7 separate regions of the Mus musculus genome follow, and all the other regions are linked to region 6. The links are chromatin contacts, called in public ChIA-PET, HiChIP or PLAC-seq, Micro-C and promoter capture Hi-C maps. All regions are on one chromosome and are shown on one strand. Each heading gives the region's core, a stretch centred on a gene start, on an enhancer-like site or on the middle of the called end of the contact. The rest is flanking DNA. Distances are from core to core; before and after follow the strand shown.

What was found. Promoter capture Hi-C pulls out the DNA fragments that hold promoters and counts their contacts. A called contact is a pair of places that touch in the nucleus more often than the background predicts. ChIA-PET counts read pairs in DNA pulled down with a chosen protein or histone mark. HiChIP or PLAC-seq counts read pairs in DNA pulled down with a chosen protein or histone mark.
Region 1: a FOXA1 HiChIP or PLAC-seq map of pancreatic cancer cells shows a contact between it and region 6. The contact joins the promoter of Strada here to the promoter of Tex2 in region 6. A contact is called at or near these places in 2 of 39 promoter capture datasets (liver and pre-B cells), 5 of 115 datasets of contacts at active chromatin or transcription factors (effector CD8 T cells, extraembryonic endoderm stem cells, memory CD8 T cells and 2 more) and 1 of 9 other capture datasets (liver).
Region 2: a contact with region 6 is called in a promoter capture Hi-C map of pre-B cells, with 4 times the contacts expected there. The contact joins the promoter of 1810010H24Rik here to the promoter of Tex2 in region 6. A contact is called at or near these places in 9 of 39 promoter capture datasets (the 3T3-L1 cell line, 3T3-L1-derived adipocytes, hippocampal neurons and 4 more) and 1 of 115 datasets of contacts at active chromatin or transcription factors (memory CD8 T cells).
Region 3: a FOXA1 HiChIP or PLAC-seq map of pancreatic cancer cells shows a contact between it and region 6. The contact joins the promoter of Limd2 here to the promoter of Tex2 in region 6. A contact is called at or near these places in 3 of 39 promoter capture datasets (the C10 cell line, liver and pre-B cells) and 4 of 115 datasets of contacts at active chromatin or transcription factors (double positive thymocytes, embryonic stem cells, memory CD8 T cells and 1 more).
Region 4: a contact with region 6 is called in an RNA polymerase II ChIA-PET map of memory CD8 T cells, with 18 read pairs. The contact joins the enhancer-like site here to the promoter of Tex2 in region 6. A contact is called at or near these places in 2 of 39 promoter capture datasets (cranial neural crest and neural stem cells), 3 of 115 datasets of contacts at active chromatin or transcription factors (large pre-B cells, memory CD8 T cells and pancreatic cancer cells) and 1 of 9 other capture datasets (pancreatic islet).
Region 5: a Micro-C map of embryonic stem cells shows a contact between it and region 6, with 3 times the contacts expected there. The contact joins the promoter of Smurf2 here to the promoter of Tex2 in region 6. A contact is called at or near these places in 2 of 39 promoter capture datasets (cranial neural crest and pre-B cells), 2 of 484 Hi-C or Micro-C datasets (both in embryonic stem cells) and 2 of 9 other capture datasets (liver and pancreatic islet).
Region 7: an HNF4G HiChIP or PLAC-seq map of pancreatic cancer cells shows a contact between it and region 6. The contact joins the promoter of Kpna2 here to the promoter of Tex2 in region 6. A contact is called at or near these places in 4 of 39 promoter capture datasets (embryonic stem cells, hippocampal neurons, liver and 1 more), 3 of 115 datasets of contacts at active chromatin or transcription factors (bone marrow-derived macrophages, large pre-B cells and pancreatic cancer cells) and 1 of 9 other capture datasets (liver).

Annotation. Positions count from the first base shown.
Region 1 is chr11:106,192,248-106,194,947 of GRCm38.p6, reverse strand. It overlaps Strada (STE20-related kinase adaptor alpha), which reads left to right and starts at 1,345. Exons shown (of 13, transcript NM_001252448.1): 1 at 1,345-1,482.
Region 2 is chr11:107,024,505-107,027,204 of GRCm38.p6, reverse strand. It overlaps 1810010H24Rik (RIKEN cDNA 1810010H24 gene), which reads right to left and starts at 1,336. Exons shown (of 4, transcript NM_001372502.1): 1 at 1,236-1,336. The coding sequence starts at 1,311.
Region 3 is chr11:106,158,731-106,161,491 of GRCm38.p6, reverse strand. It overlaps Limd2 (LIM domain containing 2), which reads left to right and starts at 1,316. Exons shown (of 5, transcript NM_172397.4): 1 at 1,316-1,441; 2 at 2,050-2,144; 3 at 2,286-2,330; 4 at 2,418-2,557; 5 at 2,659-2,761. The coding sequence starts at 2,103. Gm10840 (collagen alpha-1(I) chain) reads right to left here and starts at 2,104. Exons shown (of 2, transcript XM_030246469.1): 1 at 2,034-2,104; 2 at 333-1,732. The coding sequence starts at 2,104. The coding sequence ends at 931.
Region 4 is chr11:106,960,380-106,963,079 of GRCm38.p6, reverse strand. No RefSeq gene overlaps it. Among named protein-coding and RNA genes, the nearest start is that of Gm39424, 38 kb to the left of the region's middle. Within about 2 kb of position 1,264, at least 109 of the 459 cell types and tissues checked have an H3K27ac peak or open chromatin away from gene starts, as enhancers often do. A contact at or near this core is called in memory CD8 T cells, where this site is marked.
Region 5 is chr11:106,919,132-106,922,067 of GRCm38.p6, reverse strand. Smurf2 (SMAD specific E3 ubiquitin protein ligase 2) reads left to right here and starts at 1,353. Exons shown (of 19, transcript NM_025481.3): 1 at 1,353-1,887. The coding sequence starts at 1,836.
Region 6 is chr11:106,611,679-106,614,533 of GRCm38.p6, reverse strand. Tex2 (testis expressed gene 2) reads left to right here and starts at 1,604. Exons shown (of 12, transcript NM_198292.3): 1 at 1,604-1,676.
Region 7 is chr11:106,998,089-107,000,795 of GRCm38.p6, reverse strand. It overlaps Kpna2 (karyopherin (importin) alpha 2), which reads left to right and starts at 1,271. Exons shown (of 11, transcript NM_010655.3): 1 at 1,271-1,437. It overlaps Gm39424 (a long non-coding RNA gene), which reads right to left and starts at 1,327. Exons shown (of 3, transcript XR_880255.3): 1 at 1,247-1,327.

The DNA of each region.
Region 1 (2,700 bases), core at 96-2,595, 420 kb after region 6:
AGAAACTGCATTTTCCTCCAGTCCCCTTGCTTTTTGTGAGTTCGTGATGTTTGTTTGATGATGAAATGTGGTGAGACTGAGAACAAATTTGGCATGTTAAACGCACTAGGCAAGGTTACAGCTGTGTGTAAAACATTGAGATCTTCAGGTGAGGGTAGTGTGCGTTTCCAAGTTCCTGTATGATGTGGCCAAACTTAAAATTCTTGGAAGTTAGTCGACTGGTATAAATCTGAGACAGGAAAAAAAACAAGTATTCATTACTTGACAGTATGTACACAGATGTATTGGGCCCTCACTCCACAGTAACTGAAGTGACTAAAAATCACTTCATGATAAAACGGAGTCCTCATTTTATTAGTCCTATATGGTTTGGCCCCTGCTGTCTTTTTTCATAAAGGCAAACTCATCACAGGTTTCTGCTAATAGAGGACATACCACCAAGTCTTTAATCCCATCCCAGCAGAGGCAGAGGGAAGCTGATCTGAAGGCCAGTCCAGACTACATGCGACACTATCTCAAAAATACCTCACTACCAAAAAATAGTTATGAAGCACTTAGGGACAAAAAAAAAAAAAAAAAAAACCCCAACAAAAAACAAACCATAGCTCTCGTTTAGTTGAGCTATTTTCTGTGCTTTAAGGAGAAGGAACTTTGGGCACAAAGGGTAAGTTTCCTCTTTGTTGTTCTATTGCCTGAGACTGACCCAAGAAAGACTTGTTTTTCAATTGGAGTCCTACCAGGTGAAATGGCACCTGGGATTTGGGAACCGCAGAGTGTGGGATGAGGGGTGGGAATACCCCTGGTAGCCAAGTCAATAGCTATAGTTAGCCCTTGCCCCTTTTCTTGCTGCTGGGTTAGGAGGGGTACAGAGACTCGAGGGAGACTCTAGGGTCCTTTGGAACTGCAACAATGACAAGGTCTTTCGCTTCCACATACGTGGGGAAACCTGCCTTCGTCCTAGATAAGGAACGACCTCAGCAAAGGGGAAAAAAGACTAGTTAATAACTCTCTCCCTGACGAAGCGACTGCGGGTCTAGCATGTCCGGTAACGGTAACGTGGGATGGAAGCAGAAGCTCTCTCTGGGGAAAAGCGGAGCTTCCTCCACTGGGATGGGTGGGGTGAAGCGAGGCGAGACGAAGCAGAGTCCTTAGTGGGCAGGGGGTAAGGCGGAGCATCTTCTGAGAACCGGGCAAGGCAGGACTTCCTCTGCTGGAGGCAAGAGGCGGAGCTCCCTTCTTGGGTGGGGCAAAGCAGGGCTTCTCCGTAGGGGAGGGGCGGGACTTCCTCCGTGGGGCGGGAGTAGGAGGGGCTTGTTCCGTGAAGGGGAGGGGCGAGGCTCGGCCAGTCTCCCTGGGTCCCTCCACTGCGCATGTCACGTTGCGTACCTCCCTCCCAGCAACCGGCCTGGCGGCAGCGCGGCTACAAAACTGAGGAGGCGGAGCCGAGACGGAGTCGGTACTGCGCTCTGACTCCTAGACCAGGTACCCGGTGGCGGAGCCGCCTGGTGCGCTCCCAGGGATAATCCCTCTTGCCAGACTCCGAGTCCGTGTCCTCGGGGGTGAGCCTCAAGTGGCCATCCCGGCTCACCCTCGCCCTCCTCTGGCCCTCATTTAACCTGGGTTCTGGGTTCCCGCATTGAGGTTACAGCCTGAGAGCAAAATTAGGCTTGGGCCTGGCTGGGGAGATGCTGAGCAGAGTTGCCGGACCGGAGAGGCTAGCTACCGCATGGCCTCCCCACCTTTTCCGGGGCTTCCAAATGGGGTTGAGTTCTCATACGGAAGCAAGATCAGAGCTATTCTCTGCTTTGGTCAAAACGAAGAGTTTCTAAATGTGTTGTCTTAAGTGTCCCAGCAGTTTTGGGGACCGAGTATGGTGGCGGAGAGTGAGCATGACAGAAGGGGAGTGGCTAAATAAAATTGTTCATAATTTTAGGAAATAGATAACTTCTCAACTCAGTCTTCTGCTAAGACCCTAAGGTACTTCAATTTGACCCCTTTCTCCCAGACGGTTGGACTCGGTCTTACTGAAATACCCGTTGAAGTAGAACTATGTTCCAGTGTTTGGATGGGTCTTCATGATAGTTGATAACCTTATCCGGAGGTACCCAACACCTGAGACTGACTCAGATCCTTGAGGGTTGATTAACCAAATTTGAGACTGTGGGCGTGGCTCAGCGCCTGAGTTCTTGATTAACATCAGTGCGGACTTGCTTTCCATTCTCCACACTACCAAAAAGAAAATTGCTAACTTGCTTCTGCCGTAGTGCAGGAACTTAATAGTTTAACCATTAGTTATAGTACGGAAACTGGTCAACTCTCTTCACCCTTTAATTAGGTTTCTTAGAAGATTTTTTGGCTGGGTTTATAGTTGTGACCTCCGACATAAAGTTTGGAGGACCAGCGGTAAAAATAGAAGAAAAAAAAGTCTGTCAGAACAAGTGAATTCTCCTATCGGTACCTGTTGTAGTGGGAGAGATAATGAGGCGATAGTATGGTTGGGTGGTTGGAGAGGTGTCTCTGTAGATAGGAAGATATGCTGCCGTCTCCAGAACTCATGTAGAGAGCCATGTGTGGCCATGAGCCTGTGACAAGAGAAACACCAGAGCTTGCTGGCTGTCAGCCTGTGTCCAGAGTGATAGAGTAGAATACACAATGTCCTTTAGCTTCACCAAGCATAGAAACAGGTACACACATAAATAT
Region 2 (2,700 bases), core at 87-2,586, 410 kb before region 6:
CTGGCTTCTTGGACACCACTTAGTAGTAAACAACAGCTTAGAAGGGGTTTTTAAAGCTTGGCTGGGAGGCAGAGGCCCCTGAGTAATTATAAAAGCATTACCCCTCCCCATTAGGAAATCTCCCGAATATCAATACACCTTTTTAAATTTTATTAATGATTTTCTTCAGCTCTGCATACAGGTTGGAGCACAGCTTCAAGTCTGGGCAACTTTGCATGTCCAGGGATGCAATCTCACCACCTCCCAGTGCTCCTTCAGCCAAGCACAGCCCCACAACCTACTTTCCCTCGTTTGCATTAAAGAGCTTGTTGTGCCCCTTGCAGCCTTGACAGCACTTCCTTTATAATGATGCATCTTGCCAAATGAATAATCTTAAAAAATCAGCTTTCTCCCAGCAGGAATGGTTAGTTACACAGTTTGTGTTTTTGCAAAGCCATTGGATCTGACTCCCTCCCTATGTTAAACCTGCACACCATGCATAGCCGATAGATAAAGTTCTGGTGGCTATCCAACTCCTGTCAACTGTTGACCTCAGCTGCTTCCCCTCTAGACCACCATCTGTTGTCATGGAAAAGATGGTCTAATGTGGAGTTAAATGCCAATGAAGTCGTTCAATTTCCGTGTGGAACAACAACAATAAAATGACCTAAAATAAATTGCCCAGTTAGGTGTGGAAGCTATTATTCCCAGAGACAGTAAGATGAGCAAAATATCCTAACAATAGCAAAACAAAAACACCACCTGGCCAAGACTGCCTGATTTGTGTGTGTGTGTGTGTGTGTGTGTGTGTGAGAGAGAGAGAGAGAGAGAGAGAGAGAGAGAGTGTTATCAAGGTTCAGGTATACCAGAGGCTATACCAGAGCTGCGAGAGAGGAGTAGAATGCCCAGAGTTGTCGCACCATTGCTGGCCTGTGTCACCATCCCAAGCCTGGGAGCCTGTCCACAGCGCGCCGCGACCCCTTTTGACACTTTCCCTCCTCCGGATGCAGCTATTTAACATGCAAAGTTTTCTCCAGCTTGCCTGGCTCGCACGAGATCATTTCAGCAGCTGAACCCGTCTTTCCTTCTGAAAAGGCTGCCAAGGGACATGAAATATTGGGAGACCCTTGTCGCTGCTTTCTGGCACGCACGCAGACCCGGAGTCGCCTGTCCCGCAGGCTCTGACCCTTGGCTCGTCCCGCCCTGCGTCTCGCCCCTTTCCCAATCCCTGGGGCGCTGCATTTTAGCGACCTCACCTTTTCTCTCCGCCACCGGGGCTTCGGGGGACCATCCGACGATCAAACAGAGAAGCCAGAGGGCTCGAGCTGTCATTTTTGTAGACAGGGTTCCCCAGGCTGGAAAACGCAGCGAGGGCTTTGGCTCGCTTCCTCTCCCCCCACACACACCCCCACCCCCGTTCATGCTAATGAGGGGCAGCCTTTGGGGAAACGAGCATAGCTGGCTGCACAGACCATTGAAACAAAACGGAGCGGCGGGGATCTCTCCCTCTTTCCGAGGGGGGTCGGATGTGTGGTCCGGACTGGGCTCTGTGGGCCAGGAGAACAGCACGGCCTTGAGCTCTTGCTCCGGGTGGGTGGTGTGCTTGGGGTGAGGTGACAGGCTAGGGGAGAGTGAGGGTTTTGAGGGGGCTGAAGGAACGCGAGTGATGAAATCAACAACAAATAAATTAGCGCTTAGAATAGCTTGAGCTTGTTGAGGGGAGGGGACTCCGGATGACAAAAAAACGCATTCCAGGACCTGTGAGGCAATTGCCTGACAAACCAAGTTTGGCAAAGCTGTTTGACTGTATATGCAATCTTGATATTCTAGAGTCAGAAACGGGCCGGGGGGTCGGGGGGGGGGGTGTGAGCAAATTTTTTTTTTCTTGACAGCCCTCTCCTCTGCCCCCTTCCCATTCTCCTTCCCTCTTTTCTCCCTCCACCCATCCATTGATAACTAGTATTCAGTTGGCCACATTCACCAAGTGTATACTGAATGCCTAAAGATTGGCAAACCACCTTTCCAATGCTGGGGGCATCTCACTGCTTGGGAACAGGCAGTTTTTATTGTGTCTAAGAAAAGCAAACTCCTTTGCTGCTTATGTTCAGCTTCCTGACACAGCATCACAGCTCGATCGGTCCTGAGGGAAAGGCTTTTCCACTCAGATGAAATAAAACCGTCATTTGTCAAGGGGTGGGGGTGGGGAGATTAGGGTATCATTTCTCCAGAACAGGTCTGAAGCCTCGGGACTAATTCTCGGTCCACAGCTTCAAACCCAAACAGATGCACGAAGGCGCGAATGGCTTGGTGTGAGGTACACAGAGTTGCTGAGGAAGCCTCAGGGTTCTGCGTCACTGATCCAGGGGCCTGACGCTAGAGTGCTGGTGGACTGAGTAGAGTCTTGGGGGTCTCAGAAACTACAGAGTGGGAACACTCAGGCAGACAGAGGCAGGTCTCCATCTTCTGAAGAGACTAGGAGGCAGACTAGGTACACAGACCCATCAGTTTGTTCTCTGAGGTAGGAGTTATGGCTCAACTGGCTCAACTTCAGCTGCCCGAAGAATAACATGAGGGATGTAACTCAGTCAGTAAAATGCCTGCCTTAGAGGCAGGAAGTGCCGGATTGGATTGCTTGCACTTCATACATGAGGAGTGGTGGAGCCTATAACCCCAACCCGCTGAGGCAGAGTGAGGAAGATGGGTTTAAGGACATCCTCAGCC
Region 3 (2,761 bases), core at 67-2,566, 450 kb after region 6:
GTGCCCCGGAGCAGCTGCCTGGTGTCCCTAAGGGCTTCACCCTTCTTGTACAAAACAGCTCCCTTGGAGAATCTGATGATAGGTGTGGATAATTTTTCCTAGGAAGAGTCACCCCTAGTTGTGGAGGAACACCCATTACGAAGTCCAGGCTGAGCCTCAGTGCAGGCAAACATCGACCTGAGGCTGAGGGAGAAAAGCGAAGCTCAGCGTGGGTGCATTAGCACCACAGTGGGGCGCGGGTGGGGATGGGTGATGCTGCCTGCTGCCTCCCTGTTCCCCTGCCAGGCAGGAGGCGGTAAGTTGTTCTGTTCCCTGACACGCGTGGGCCTGCGCTAGAGCCACCAGTTTTATTCCTGTTACAGGGGTGTGGAAATATGTCGCCGAGGGCTGTGTGAAGACAGTCTCCAGCTGGGCTTCAGGCAAAGCCCTCAGCAGAAGTCTGTGCCCTAGATGCTGCTGCCTAGAGTCCTTCCCCTCAACCTGCTGTGCAGTGGGCTGGGGCGGAGCGGCAAAAGCAGCTCTTGTTGCACTTTGTTCTCTAAACAACTCCAGCCTAAATGGCTCTCTGCTCCCTTCGGTGGAACAAGGTGTGCTTGATGCAAGGAAGTGGGTCCTTTCAGATAGGGGCTTGACCTGGGCCATGGCAAGGCCCGAGGTTACTAATCCCACAAAATCTGGTCACAGAAACCATTTAGGATGTCGAGCTTAAGGGGGCTGGTGATTTCGGAAACCACAAGGCTGCAGTTCTCGGATAGCGGATCTGTCACACCCCTTCAGTAGTGACATGGGCCCACCGCCGGCTCCCTTGGCCTAACATCGGGGTATACGGAGGGACTACGAGCCGCCTCCATCTTCCTCTGTAGGACTCCGTGGCTGCCAGTGGACCTGCCTCCCGAGTCCCCACAGTGGGGTGCCTCAAACTACTGGGTCTTAAGAGCGCAAGAAGGGGGCGGAGCTAATGGGACTGCGTTCACAACGGCTAACGGGTAAACCGAGGCAGTAAAGGCCCAGGCCATTTCTGAAGGTCCGCGCCGGAAGAGCCTTGCGTGTCGATCGCAGGCTGAACTCGTCTCCTCCCGAGATCTGCGATTCGGTCCCCGCCGTCGTCCCTTCTCCACGAGCGGCAGAGGAGGTTGGCTCCGGGAGGCGGGAGAGCGCGGGCTGTGAAAGCGATGTGGGGGCAGACAAAGGCGGGGGGACGGCGAGCAAGGGAAAGACAAAGCACAGAGGGGGGTCGGCGGCGGCTTCTCCCGGAGGCGGCCCCGGGCGCGCGGAGCCAATGGGCGGGCGCGGGGCGGGGGCCGGCGGGGGCGGCGCCGCGGTGAGGCGGCGGCTGCCGCTCGGGGACCACTGGCAGCGGCGGCAGCTCGCGCCCGCGCCACTTGCACCCGAGGCGGTCCCGCAGCGACCGACCCCCGCCCCGCGGCGCAGGCCGGGCCCGGTGAGACCCACGGCGGCCGGGGGGAGGGGCGCGGAGCGTTGCGGGGCCGACGCCGCCTGGCGGTTCGCGCGTTGCGCTCGCGGGGATCCCGAGGCTCGCGTCGGTCCCGTAGGGCCGGCTCGTGGTGGGGTGGGGTTTCGGGGTCTGGGGTCCCGAAGAGCGGGCGCGGGAGGCAGCGCAGCCTGGCCAGGCAGGAGGTCGGGCCCAGCACTGTCTAGGGGCTGGACGTCTAAGCCCGGTGAGGGGGCGCGCGGGTCTGGCGGTACCCTGCCCAGACCTCTGCTGACCTCCCTTCATCCCAGGCGGGGTCTCTGCCTGTGCTTCCCACAGGCAAAGACCGTGGAGCCCCTGTCCCCGGCCACTCTCGCTAACTTTGTTCTGTCTCCACATATGTTTCCACTCAGGGACCCCCTAACCCTTGGGGGCTGTATGAGGGGCGGGTAGGCTGTTGGGGGTGGGTGAGGGGCGGAAGTGGCAAGACCCAGAGCAACAGGAAATGACTTAGGGAAAGTCCCAACCGCAGCCCCCCAACCCCCTGCCTAAAAACACCCCAGCCTGCAGAGTGGGGGAGGGCTCATGGGGCCCCACTGACTGACTTCCCCTTGCAGAACCCTCTTGGCTCGGCATCTCCTCCAGGGCCACCAAGCACCTCTGAAGAGCCATGTTCCAAGCTGCCGGAGCCGCCCAGGCCACCCCCTCTCATGTAGGTGTCCAGCCAGGTGGGGAGGAGTCAAGGGGACAAGAGCAGCTTGTTTGCTTGGCACCTTGTGCCACCTCGAGTGCCCCTGGGATGTGGGCTGGGCCACCGGAGAGCTGACCCCTCTGACTCTTCCTCTTCCCCCAGGAAGCCAAAGGCAGCAGTGGCAGCAGCACGGTACAGCGGTCTAAGGTAGGGTCCTAAGGGTGGGTGTGGGCAGAGGAAAGGGTCGGCGCTAACCCGGCTTCTTGCTAAGTGTACTCTGCTCCTACTCCACAGTCCTTTAGCTTGCGGGCTCAGGTGAAGGAGACCTGTGCAGCCTGCCAGAAGACTGTGTACCCGATGGAGCGGCTGGTGGCAGACAAGCTCATTTTCCACAACTCTTGTTTCTGTTGCAAACACTGCCACACCAAACTCAGGTGCGCTCCTGCCCTGTCCCGGCCTGCCCACCTACTTGCCCACCCTTACCCTACCTTCCCGCCCTGCCCCAGACTGACCCAGATGTTCTCTGCTTCCACAGCCTGGGCAGTTATGCTGCAATGCACGGTGAATTTTACTGCAGACCTCACTTTCAGCAGCTGTTTAAGAGTAAAGGCAACTACGATGAAGGGTTTGGTCGTAAA
Region 4 (2,700 bases), core at 15-2,514, 350 kb before region 6:
CTTGGAAAAACAAACACTGATAAGGACAACAAGAAAATCCTTTGTCGGGTGGATCTGGCTGCCCTGGGTTCTGGTCCTGATTTACAAGGACTAGCTAGAGTGGGCTGTGTGCTTCCTTCACTGAGGGAGGTGATGAGCGCACAGTTAGCACCGTAACTACGTCTTCTTTTTTTTTTTTTTTTTAAAGATTTATTTATTTATTTATTTATTATATATACGTAAATACACTGTAGCTGACTTCAGACACCACAGAAGAAGCATCAGATCTCATTAAGGATGGTTGTGAGCCACCATGTGGTTGCTGGGATTTGAACTCAGGACCTTCAGAAGAGCAGTCAGTGCTCTTAACCACTGAGCCATCTCTCCAGCCCCGTAACTACGTCTTCTAAAAGGCCCTAACCAGGCCTTGCAAACAGGAGCTGGCATGCCATCGCCCCCTGCTCCCATGCCCCTCTGCCCCCTGCCCCTCCATCCGCTATTTCTTACAGCCACTTCTTTACTTTCACTTTCTACTCTGCTCGCCCTTTAAGCATGAATTGTGTGACTTTAAGTGTTTTTAATACCCAGCTGCCTTTGGAAGGCTACCATGTTCCTTGGTACACCGTCTCTCCCTCCTCTTCTCCCAAATCCTTCTTTGGCCTCCAGCCGTCCTCACCTTTTCTCTCCTTTGGGGCCAGTGGCTGCAGAGACATCTCTATATGTCAGACTTCTGTGACCTGCCAGGCTAGCCCTTCAGTGCGCGCCCCCCCAGGCCCCCCCTTACCCTCTCTCTTTTCCAGGATAATAGAGCTGGCACCCTGGGCCACTAAGCTAGTCAGGGCTAACCAGACCCTTGATAAATGGGGTCCTCAAGGAAAGCCACCAACTCTTCTCAATGTTTCCCTTGGATCTTATCCTCAGGATTTGCAGTACACACTTAGTATTTCCTTGGGGAATGTATAGAAAAAAAGGGGAGGGGAAACAGGAAAGGAAGCAGGAATTCAAATACCACTTATCCCACGAGGGAGGGAGCAGAGACCCAAGCTACCAGCCTCTCTTTGAGCAGCTGGGAGCCAGGCTTCCTGGGGTGGGGAGCTCAGGCCTCAATTCTCAGGTCTAGTTCCTCAGGCTTGGGCTCCACCCTGGCTGCGAAGGCCCCAGACCACCTCGCCCCACCCTGAGAACTCGACCTCTAGTTCAGCCACATGAAGGTAACCAGCGTCTGGTGGCTTATGGGACAGACTTGTCAGGGACTTCCTGCCTTTGATGCATGCAATTCCCATGCTATGTGCGCTGGGCTGGGCCTCAGAAGACGAGAGGACCCTTAGACATCCTGAGTGTCTCGCTGCTGAGACTCTTGGGGTTTGTGGTTAGAGGCGCTGCTGTGAACACCGTGTTCTAGAGAATGTGCCCTCTGGGGCTGCAAAAAGCTGACAAAGTCAAGTTGACCAAGAAGGTCTGAAAGGCCCTTGAATTTGCTGCTTTTAGCAGAGATTGAGTGAAGGGCAATGGGCGTGGTGGGGGAGGGAGAAAGGAGGTTGCGCCATCGCAGAGAATTGACCACAGATAGACTCCTTCTGCTGGGCTCTTCTCTCCTTCACTCCAACTGTCTCAAAGGCCACAGGAAATTTCTCCAGCACTCACTGTTACTGAGGCCTGAGACATGACACTGCATTTGTGTGTTCTCACAGATGGAGGAGACACTGAGGGTCAATGAAGCTCAAGTGACTGTCCCAAGAATGCAGAGAGATAGCATTGGAACATGGCAGAGCGGACCCCATCTTCTTTGCCGTCCTGCAGGGCTTCAACAAAGCCTGGAGACATGGAGCAAAAATGGGAGAGAGAGAGAGAGAGAGAGAGAGAGAGAGAGAGAGAGAGAGAGAGAGAGGGAGAGAGAGAGAGAGAGGGAGAAAGAGAGAGGGAAAGGGAGACATTTTGTGGGTGTTCTCTCTTTCCTCCATGTGGGTTCTAGGGATGGGACTCACTCAGGTCTTCAGGCTTGGGGGCAAACACCTTTACCTGCTGAGCCATTTTGTTAGTCTGTCTCTCTTGAAATGACCTGGCTACAGTAGTGTTGGGCAGGTTTTTCCACCAGTAAACCAGTCTTTTCTGGGTTGTGTCCTCTGAATGGATGACACGACCCAGCGCCCACAGTGGAGCTGTGCCGAGTTCTGAGCTGAGGAAAGCACATTTGTGGAGATTGCTCAGAATTCTTTCACAAGGGAGCTTTGTCCTCGGCCTCCATTTCTTTATTTGTTCACTCTTGTTTAAATCTTTTGTAGGAACTGGGGGTCAGACCTCACACATGCTAAGCACCATTGAGCTACATCCCCAGGCCCTCAGTCTCTTATTTTCTTAAAAAATGTACATTTGGGAACTAGAGATGTCTCAGTGGTTAAGATGAGCTTGCAGAGGATCCAGGCTCAGTTCCCAGCAGCCCACATGGTGGCTCACAACCATCTATAACTTCAGTTCCAGGAACCCTAACATCCTCTTTGCAAAGCACCAGGTATGCAGGTGGCACATAGACATGTGTGTTTGGATAATCATCCATACATAGAAACCAGAAGTAAATCCATCTTTTAAATCCACGGTACGGTGGCATGAGCCTGTGAGTGCAGTTGCTGTGAGACGATACATAGATGTTGGATCCCCTGGAGCTGTAGTTACAGGTGATTGTGAACAGCCTGATGTGTGTGCTTGGAAATGGGCTCTGCAAGA
Region 5 (2,936 bases), core at 104-2,603, 310 kb before region 6:
TTAGAGCTGTCCCTTGTATTTTAAGTCTTACTGCTAGAACTTATGATTTTGGGATCACTTTAATCCGTAGGAGTGTTTTTAGACCGATGAAACGCTCTTGGATTTCACCTGGAGAATGAAGTGTCTTAACTGGTAGATTTTAAGTCACCATTTGCAATGTTTTAGGATTAAAATGTATTAGGCTTCAATGAACAGTTTAAACGGCATTAATGTTATAACAGCTTTAAAGCAAAGCTAACATGGATATAAATCCACACTCTTTTTTTTTTTTTTTTTTGGTTTTTTGAGACAGGGTTTCTCCGTGTAGCGCTGGCTGTCCTGGAACTCACTTTGTAGACCAGGCTGGCCTCGAACTCAGAAATCCACCTGCCTCTGCCTCCCAAGGCATGCGCCACCACTGCCCGGCACAAATCCACACTCTTATCCTTAGTTTGCATTATTACTCTTGCGTGCACATAAAACTTGTATTCTCCATTTAAACCCTGCATTACATATAAAGTCTGACATGTTACATGGCTACCACAATTGCCATTTAGATGGCTGCATAAAAATGTGTTGCAGTTGATGTAATACAATTCACTATTAGGCTGCACTCTCACCCCAACCTTGCAAAACAAAATCCCAAAACAACCTGCATTATTTATTTGTCCAGAATAAGTTCTTATTAGTTGTAAGTCACCGCGTCAGAGTTACAGTCCTATTCATTTTCTTTTTTCCTCCTGGGACAGCAAAATACAGTACTGCGTGAGCTTTCCACACTATATCCACCTATCTTGTTCACAGTCTTTGGCCGCATTTGTATTATCTCCCTATGCTTGTCCTGGGCAGGGTTGGGGGAAGAATCGAGCAGGTAGGTAACCGGATATGGAGCACCAGGTGAGCCTGTGGAGGTGGCAATTACAATACTCAGAGCTAAGCACTCCTGGGAATTTGCTGGAGCGTTCGATGTGGGAATAGCATCTTGGCGAATTAATTCTTCGGACTTGGGTCTAACTTTACTCTCGCCAGCCTCTCAGAGCGCGCAGTGGGAGTATTACTCGGGCATTCTGCCCTGTAGGGACACAGGCGATCTTTCAGTGAGCTAGCTGGTCAGTAGGCCCCTCTGGTGCCATCGAGCCGGCGCCGCCGGGCGGTGTAGTTCGGGGCCCAGTCTGGGCCGTGGCGCACGCGCTGCCCGCAGCTCGCGCGGAGCCAGGCCTTCCTCTGGCGCCCCAGGCGCAGGAGACCTCGCCCACAAGCCCGCCCCCTCGCCGGCCCCGCCCACCGCAACCCCGCCCCGCCCGCCGGCCCCGCCCCCGTCTCCTCCCCGCCCCCAGGAGCCGACGAGTGGCGGCGGCGGCGGCGGCGGCAGCGGCTGCGGCCCCAGGACCGGGTTCTCTCAGACAAGAGGGCGGGCGGAGGAGGAAGCGGCCGAGCACCCGCCCGCCTCAGCAGACTTCGCACCGTCCGCTCCCAGGCCTCGCGGCACCGAGAAGGGGAGACCGAGGCGGACCGCGAGGACAAGAGGCGGCGGGGGCGCGGGGCGGAGGCGGCGCGGCCGGCCGCGGCTGCCGCTTTGTTGTGTGGCCCGGGCCGAGGAAGCAGAAGTGGGAGGAGGGGGGAGCTCTGCGTCCCGCTCCCTCCGCGGCTCATGGCGACGGCGCTCGGCACATCCGGGACCCTCCGGCCCTGGCGGCCGCGGCGCGGGCTGTTCGGACCCCGGCCCCGGCCGCTGTGGTGACTCCTCTGCGCCTCGCCGTCGGCCCAGCCCAGCCCAGTCCGCCCGCCCGCCCGCCGGCCCGCCGGCCGCGAGCGCCGCCGCCGCCGCCGCCGCCACCTCCCCCGCCGCTGGGGACATGTCTAACCCCGGAGGCCGGAGGAACGGGCCCGTCAAGCTGCGCCTGACAGGTGAGCTGGGCGGGCGGCTGTGGCGCCTGTGGGCAAGCAGAGGGCCGGGGTCGCGGTCGGTGGTGGCGTTGGACGGGAATCCGGGCGTGGGAAGGCCTAGTTTAGGGAGTCATTGGAGAACCACTTAGCTGGGGTTGGGAAATTCTTCAGAACGCCCAGTGTGTGGCCCGTGGGTCTCCCGTGGAGGGCGGATTTGAGGTCCTGAAGTCTCGTTTCCTGGGGTCACAGGAGCAGCCCCTGGGCTCCTGCCCAGGTGGGGTCGGGAAAGGGATTACTGAATCCAGTTGCTGACTGCGCGCGGTAAACACTCCTTAAACATGGAGTGAGTGCTTAACGGGAGAGTGCTTGTGTTCCCGGGTTGTTAACTTGGACACCTACCTATGCCCGGCAGTGAAACCTTTACTCTCCAGTGCTGCCAACCTCTGTGGCCAGTGCCACACACCTTAAACGCACGTCTCTGGGAGGGAGGGACCGAGACTGTGGTTGGCTTTTCCGGCGTGTCTGCCTGATCCCACGACTCCCGGCTCATTGTACACTCTGTGTTTTGGAAGTTGTTTGATTGTAGGGTAGCATGTTTGGGGTTGTTCCTTGTAGGCCGCAGAACTAGTTGCTCATGTCTTAACTCCAGACCTGGTTTAGAATCCCTTGCTTTGCAATGTGTTTCTCAGTCTGGACGCATACGAACTTTTAAGCTAACTTTCACTAGTCCTCTCCACACTTCTCACCCTCTTTCTAAATGGAAAGGAATGCTCAGAGGGATTTGGGAAAGACTGTTTAATGTTCCCAGCTGCAGGGAGTTGTTAACATATTACAGGTATAATTTGCTTACGATGCCACTTCTGATATTCTTCCGTGGTCAACGTCCCCCTCCTTTTAAGGAAAAATTGCGTTTGGTTTAAAGCGTGTAATTGAAACTATTGTCCCTCTGCTAGCTAGTCACGTCATTCACAGCAAGTAAATTGTCCACATTTATATTCAGATGTGTGGTGAAGAAGACGGCATTTTGTAGTTGGTTCATATGCATTTGCGCCAGCGAAGGATAAGCTGTA
Region 6 (2,855 bases), core at 355-2,854:
TAAATGCTTATGCATTATCTCACTGGTCAGAGAACAAGACTGACTTCCTTATGTGCTAGGTCACAGCCTTGCCTTTCCTCTTGGAGGAGTTCCAGCTGTCATCTGTTGCGTCTAGAGCCCGTCAACATTCAGTTCGTGCTGTGTCACATGCAGGGGGCCAGTCTGAGCTCCTTTTTGGTCTCTAGGTTTACTGACTAGCAAGTCTCCCAAACATATCATGGATTTTGATTGTACAGAGGAATCTAGCTTTATTTTCCGCCGGTTGAGTTTTAATTTCACAGCAATGAGAGACTCGAAAGAGTATGGCCCCTAGCCGGGCGTGGTGGCGCACGCCTTTAATCCCAGCACTTGGGAGGCAGAGGCAGGCGGATTTCTGAGTTTGAGGCCAGCCTGGTCTACAGAGTGCGTTCCAGGACAGCCAGGGCTACACAGAGAAACCCTGTCTTGAAAAACCAAAAAAAAAAAAAAAAAGCATGCCCCCCCAGAGCGCCCCCTACTGGAATCTCCTGGGGAAAGAATGTTGAAAAATAAACGGCCCAGACCCAGTCATTGCAAAGTTGAGACATGCTAGAGTCCTCTGGGATGGGCTGATGCTGAAGTTTGGGACCCACTCATTTAGAAGGCAAAGTTGATAAGCAAAGACACTCTCACAACCTGCCCCTGTGCTATGAGGGACCTGCGGGACCTGCCTACCCTCTGCCCCCTCCACCCCTCCCTTTACCCTGTAAGGAACTGATGGGTGTAAAAATAGCCTCCACCATTCCAAGCACATTTTAAGCGAGAACTCATTTTTAAAAGTCACCTTCCTTTATCTGGGCCCTAGACACGATCCCTCTAAGGTAAACTTATGTTATCCAGGTGTAGTGGTGTATGCCTATAGTCATAGCGGTAGAGGCAGAGGCAGGAGGCTAAGAGTTCAAGGCTATCTTCAGCTACATATCAATTCTGAAAACAGCCTAGTCTACAGGAGACCCTGTATTAAAAAAAAACCCAAGATCATAATATATGATATATTTACGTCACACGAATTCTAGGCGCTAATTCTACTAATCAGTTTGCGATTGGTTGTTACGGTCAGGTGTGGAGGAGGAGCTCAGACATCCAGTTTCTGGAACTAGCAGGGATTGATAAAGTCCGACGTCCTCCTAAGACCTCTGTTCCTAAGAATCTGCCTAGCCAGACAGTTTCCCTCACGGCTTGGAGGCACTTGTTGCTAAATTGCAGGAAGAGGAAATTAAGAAATGCAAAGAGCTGGGGAAAGCGCCTCAGTTTCAATTGGGAGAGTGCAACGCTCGCTCCTCCCACTGGGATTCTGCCAGGTAACCCGCAGTTTTTCGCGGCCTCCCCTTCTTTCCAGTCCGCAGCGCCGCAGCCCCTTTAACAGCCCTGACCGATCGCTGGCCGATCCTCCAGGCCCGTCGCGGGCGCGCGGCACTGGCTGGATTGGTCATGTCTGGTGCGCGGCTGGCCCCGCCCCCTCCGCCCTGTGGTTGGGCGGTGGGGGCCGCGGCCGCGGGGCGGGTCCGCCGGCGGGGCGGGACGGCCGGTGCCCGGGGGCGGGCGGGCAGCAGCACGGCGGCCCCAGCCAGAGCCGGAGCTGGAGCTGGAGCAGGAGCCGCGGCGGCCGCCAAGTACGGGCGCCGGTGTAGTAGGATGAGGCAGCCAGCGGATCCGGGGTGAGCGCGCTCCGGGCCAGGTGGGGCGACGGGCGGAGCAGGCCCTGACTGGGTGGCCCGGCTACGGGACACCGGCAGCTCCCGCAGCCGTTGGCGCAGCGGGGCTCGGTCCCTTCCACACTACCAGGGCTCGGGACGCCGGCATGGGTGGCCCCGGGAGAGACCTTCCCTGCTTGGGGGCCGGGCAGGGCGGAGTCGCCCCGGGGCGGGAGGTGCAAGCCGTCAGGTCCCAGCCTAGCGTCCGCGGCTCGGTGTGGGTCCGGGAAAGCAGCATTCACACGCTCGTTGAAGGAAAACACTTGTCACCTCTGTGCGTGGGGCCCTTGCCGTCCTCCGCCCCCTGGGCCACCGTGGGAGAAGCTTGGGAATGGAGGAGCGCGGTTACTTTTGCGCGAATCTGTCAGTGGCTGTCGGCGCCTCGCTTGTTTTTCTCCCAACTCCTGGCGGACACCGGGGACCGAGGGGTGGCTTGTGTGCTTTCAAAGGGAGGTGGCGGCGTACCAAAAACCGGGGAGATCGGAAGGTTAACAAGTGACATTGGGCTGAGGCCTAACGCTAGCTGCCCCGCTGGGAGCATGGAGATGACGGTGGTGGAGACCGGGGGACCGATGCAGGGACAGGAGCTGCCGGCTCCATTGCACCACATGCCACTCCGGAGTGCCGACTCTACGCGCGGGAGTTGGTGCAAGGGAGTTTTTCCCCCACTGAAAAACGATTTTTGGAAAACTTAGCCCCTCAGTGGGTTGATGGTTACCTAAACCATCAGTTGTTATGGTTACACGGCATCAAATTTAAGGGCAAAGTCTGTTAAACACCCTCGCTCTTTTTTTTCCCCTTAGAGCTAAGGAGTACTTACTTTGTCATTAGATTTCATAGATGAGGAGGACATATTTTTTTAGAGTTAAAGGAAAAGTGTGACAACCTGAAGACACAGGTTGTGTCCTGTTCCGGTGTGAGGTCCAAATGTCTTGACACCATTGCTCAATTGAGAGGAATTGTCTTTTCAGGAGCTAGATTAAATCCAAAGAGAAAGTGAATTGTATGTGGAAAATAACAAGGGAAACTGAGGGACAAGTGATCTCTGGCGCTTGGGGAAGGGAGTTTGAAGGGTCTGGATTTATTGGCCGGTGAGAAACGTTTCTGTTAGCTTTTCCCAACCCTTAAATGGTTTCAGTATCT
Region 7 (2,707 bases), core at 22-2,521, 390 kb before region 6:
GTGTGTGTGTGTGTGTGTGTGTTTGGGGGAAGGGAGCAAAATAAAGAAATAAATAAAAAATTTTAAAGGTTTGGAGAAAATAGGTATTAATAAGTTATTGGTTTTTTGTTTTTGTTTTTCGAGACAGGGTTTCTCTGTGTAGCCCTGGCTGTCCAGGAACTTACTCTGTAGACCAGGCTGGCTTCGAACTCAGAGAACTCAGAAATCCGCCTGCCTCTGCCTCCCAAGTGCTGGGATTAAAGGTGTGCGCCACCACCACCGGGCTAATAAATTATTGTTACCATATTTGCTGCTTCCATTGTCCTTTTTCTTTTTCTTTTTTTTTTTTTTTTTTTGCTTCTGTCCTGGAACTCACTCTGTAGACCATGCTGGCCTCGAACTCAGAAATCCGCCTGCCTCTGCTTCCTGAATGCTGGGATTAAAGGTGTGCGCCACCACTGCCCGGCTTCCATTGTCTTTATTTTCCAAGTAATCTAAAAGTTTACCACACGGGACAAAGTGGGGCATGTCTGTAATCCCAGAACTGACGTTGAGGAAGGATTGCATTAGGTTCAAGGCTAGCCTGGGCTCTATTGTTAATGTGAGACCCTGCCTCAATCCCACTCCCCATGATAAAAATTAAATAACCAGTAAATAGCACAAACAATAATATAGCGATACAACTAATGATTGCCTAAAGATAAAATAATCAACAAATACTATAAACAATATAGTGATACAACTAATGGTTAAGAGGCACACAGATCCACGTTCTCCCGGTGACCAGCTCCTGATGTAAAATTTTTTTAAAGTAAATATATTTCTCTTTTCTTTTATTGATTGATTGACTGATTGGTTGATTGAGACAGGGTCTCACTATTTAGCCCTGGTTGGCCTGGCTGTATAAACCAGGTTTGCCTTGAACTCCTAGTGCTGGGATTAAAAGCCTGCGCCAATCACCGCAAGCTAAGCCTTTTTTTACAAGTGTAATAATAATTTCGTGTGTTTGTTTAAGGACAAGCCCAGGGAAAGCAAACAGGGTACGGCCCAGTGTCCATCTAAGCATAGACGAAACGCAGGTCTCCATGCTGTGTGCTGAGATCTGGAGTCACCCTTCTGCAAGGCACCCTGGGATTGCCCGGCCGCTCCCTCATCTCGCGACGCTTCCCTGCTTACCGCCCCACCCCCACCTTTTTTTTTTTTTTTCCCCTACGACCTGCGTCTGCGTCCCACCCCCACCCCCGCCTAACGTGTTTTTCAAACCTACCAATGAACGCGCAGCTTAGGCTCAAATCAGCCAATCGGAACGCGGCGTCACCGGGAAATTTAAATCGCGCCGGCCGGCAGCACGAGGCACAAAATCTGAGGGCTGAAGGGTAGCAGACGTTTCCACAGCCGCCGACCCGCAGCTTGAGTGTCCTGCACCACCTTTCGTGGAAATCTGAGCCGGCTGTACAGGTAGGAACGGAAGCCGGTCCTGAGCAGTAACGGCCGGACGGAAGGCTGCGGGGCGGAGGGCGGGAGCAGGCCGCGCCCGGGCCGGAGCTGAGCCTCCCTGCTCCGACCAGGCCTCGGGGCGGGTTGGTTTCGCCACGCCGGGGTCAGGGTTGGCAACGCCGGGCGCTGCGGAGGGCAGCGAAGGCCTGGGAGCGGCTCGGGTCGGCGTGGAGGGACCGGAGGGCAGCCGCAGTCGAGCGGACCTACCTGGCTGTGCCGCCGCTTTCCTGATGCTTCTGCCCCGGGGAGGAGACGCAGCTTTGGGCAGGGGATGAAGGTGGCAGTTAAGACACCCCAGTTAAGCCCTTGACCCGGATCACCTGGGTCAGGGTCGAGGACGGACATAAAGCAGTTAAACCTACTAGCTTACCAGGGTACTTTGGGTTCCTGTCCCTTCGCGACGACCACACCTGGGTTCTATCGAGCCCCACTGATCACAGCTGATGTCATCCCGGCTGAATGCATTCTCTGGAAGTGTGTGCAAGATGCGGCGTTAATGCCATTGCTGACAGCGATGATGTGATGGAAGGCCCTATAATGGAACGAACCGATTCTTTATGTAACTTGCAAGAGGGTACTAGTATGGATCCGTTTTGGCCATCGATCAACAGAAAACGAGAGCTGCGTTTATTGCCTTAAGGACGTAGATGGTTGCCAGGCATTGTTGGCGCACGCCTTTAATCCCAGCACTTGGGAGGCAGAGGCAGGCCGATTTGAGTTCGAGGACAGCCAGGGATACACACAGAAACCCTGTCTCGAAAAATAAAACAAACAAAGGACGTAGATTGTTCTCCTACTTGGTGTTCTATTAACTAATGGAGCCTAGAATTTAGATCCTTGACTTAATACCGTGCTGGCTAGAGGCTTAAGACTATTGAGTGTTTGAAAAGCCGCTAATCTGTTGAGATGCCCCGTGTGCTTAAACTACCCATTGGATTTTGAAGGTGTATAAAAACAGTAAGACATCTCAATTTTTCTGTATTGATGACATCCTCAAATGGTAATAGTTTAGCTATATTGGGTAAAAGTCTTAAAATTAATTTCCTTCCTTCCTTCCTTTCTTTTTGTTTTTTCGAGGCAGGGTTTCTCTGTGTAGCCCTGGCTGTCCTGGAACTCTGTGGACCAGGCTGGCCTCGAACTCAGAAATCCTCCCGCCTCCCAAGTGCTGGGACTAAAGGAGTGCGCCACCACTGCGGGGCTCACTGTGGTTAGTGGAAATTTTAAATTATCT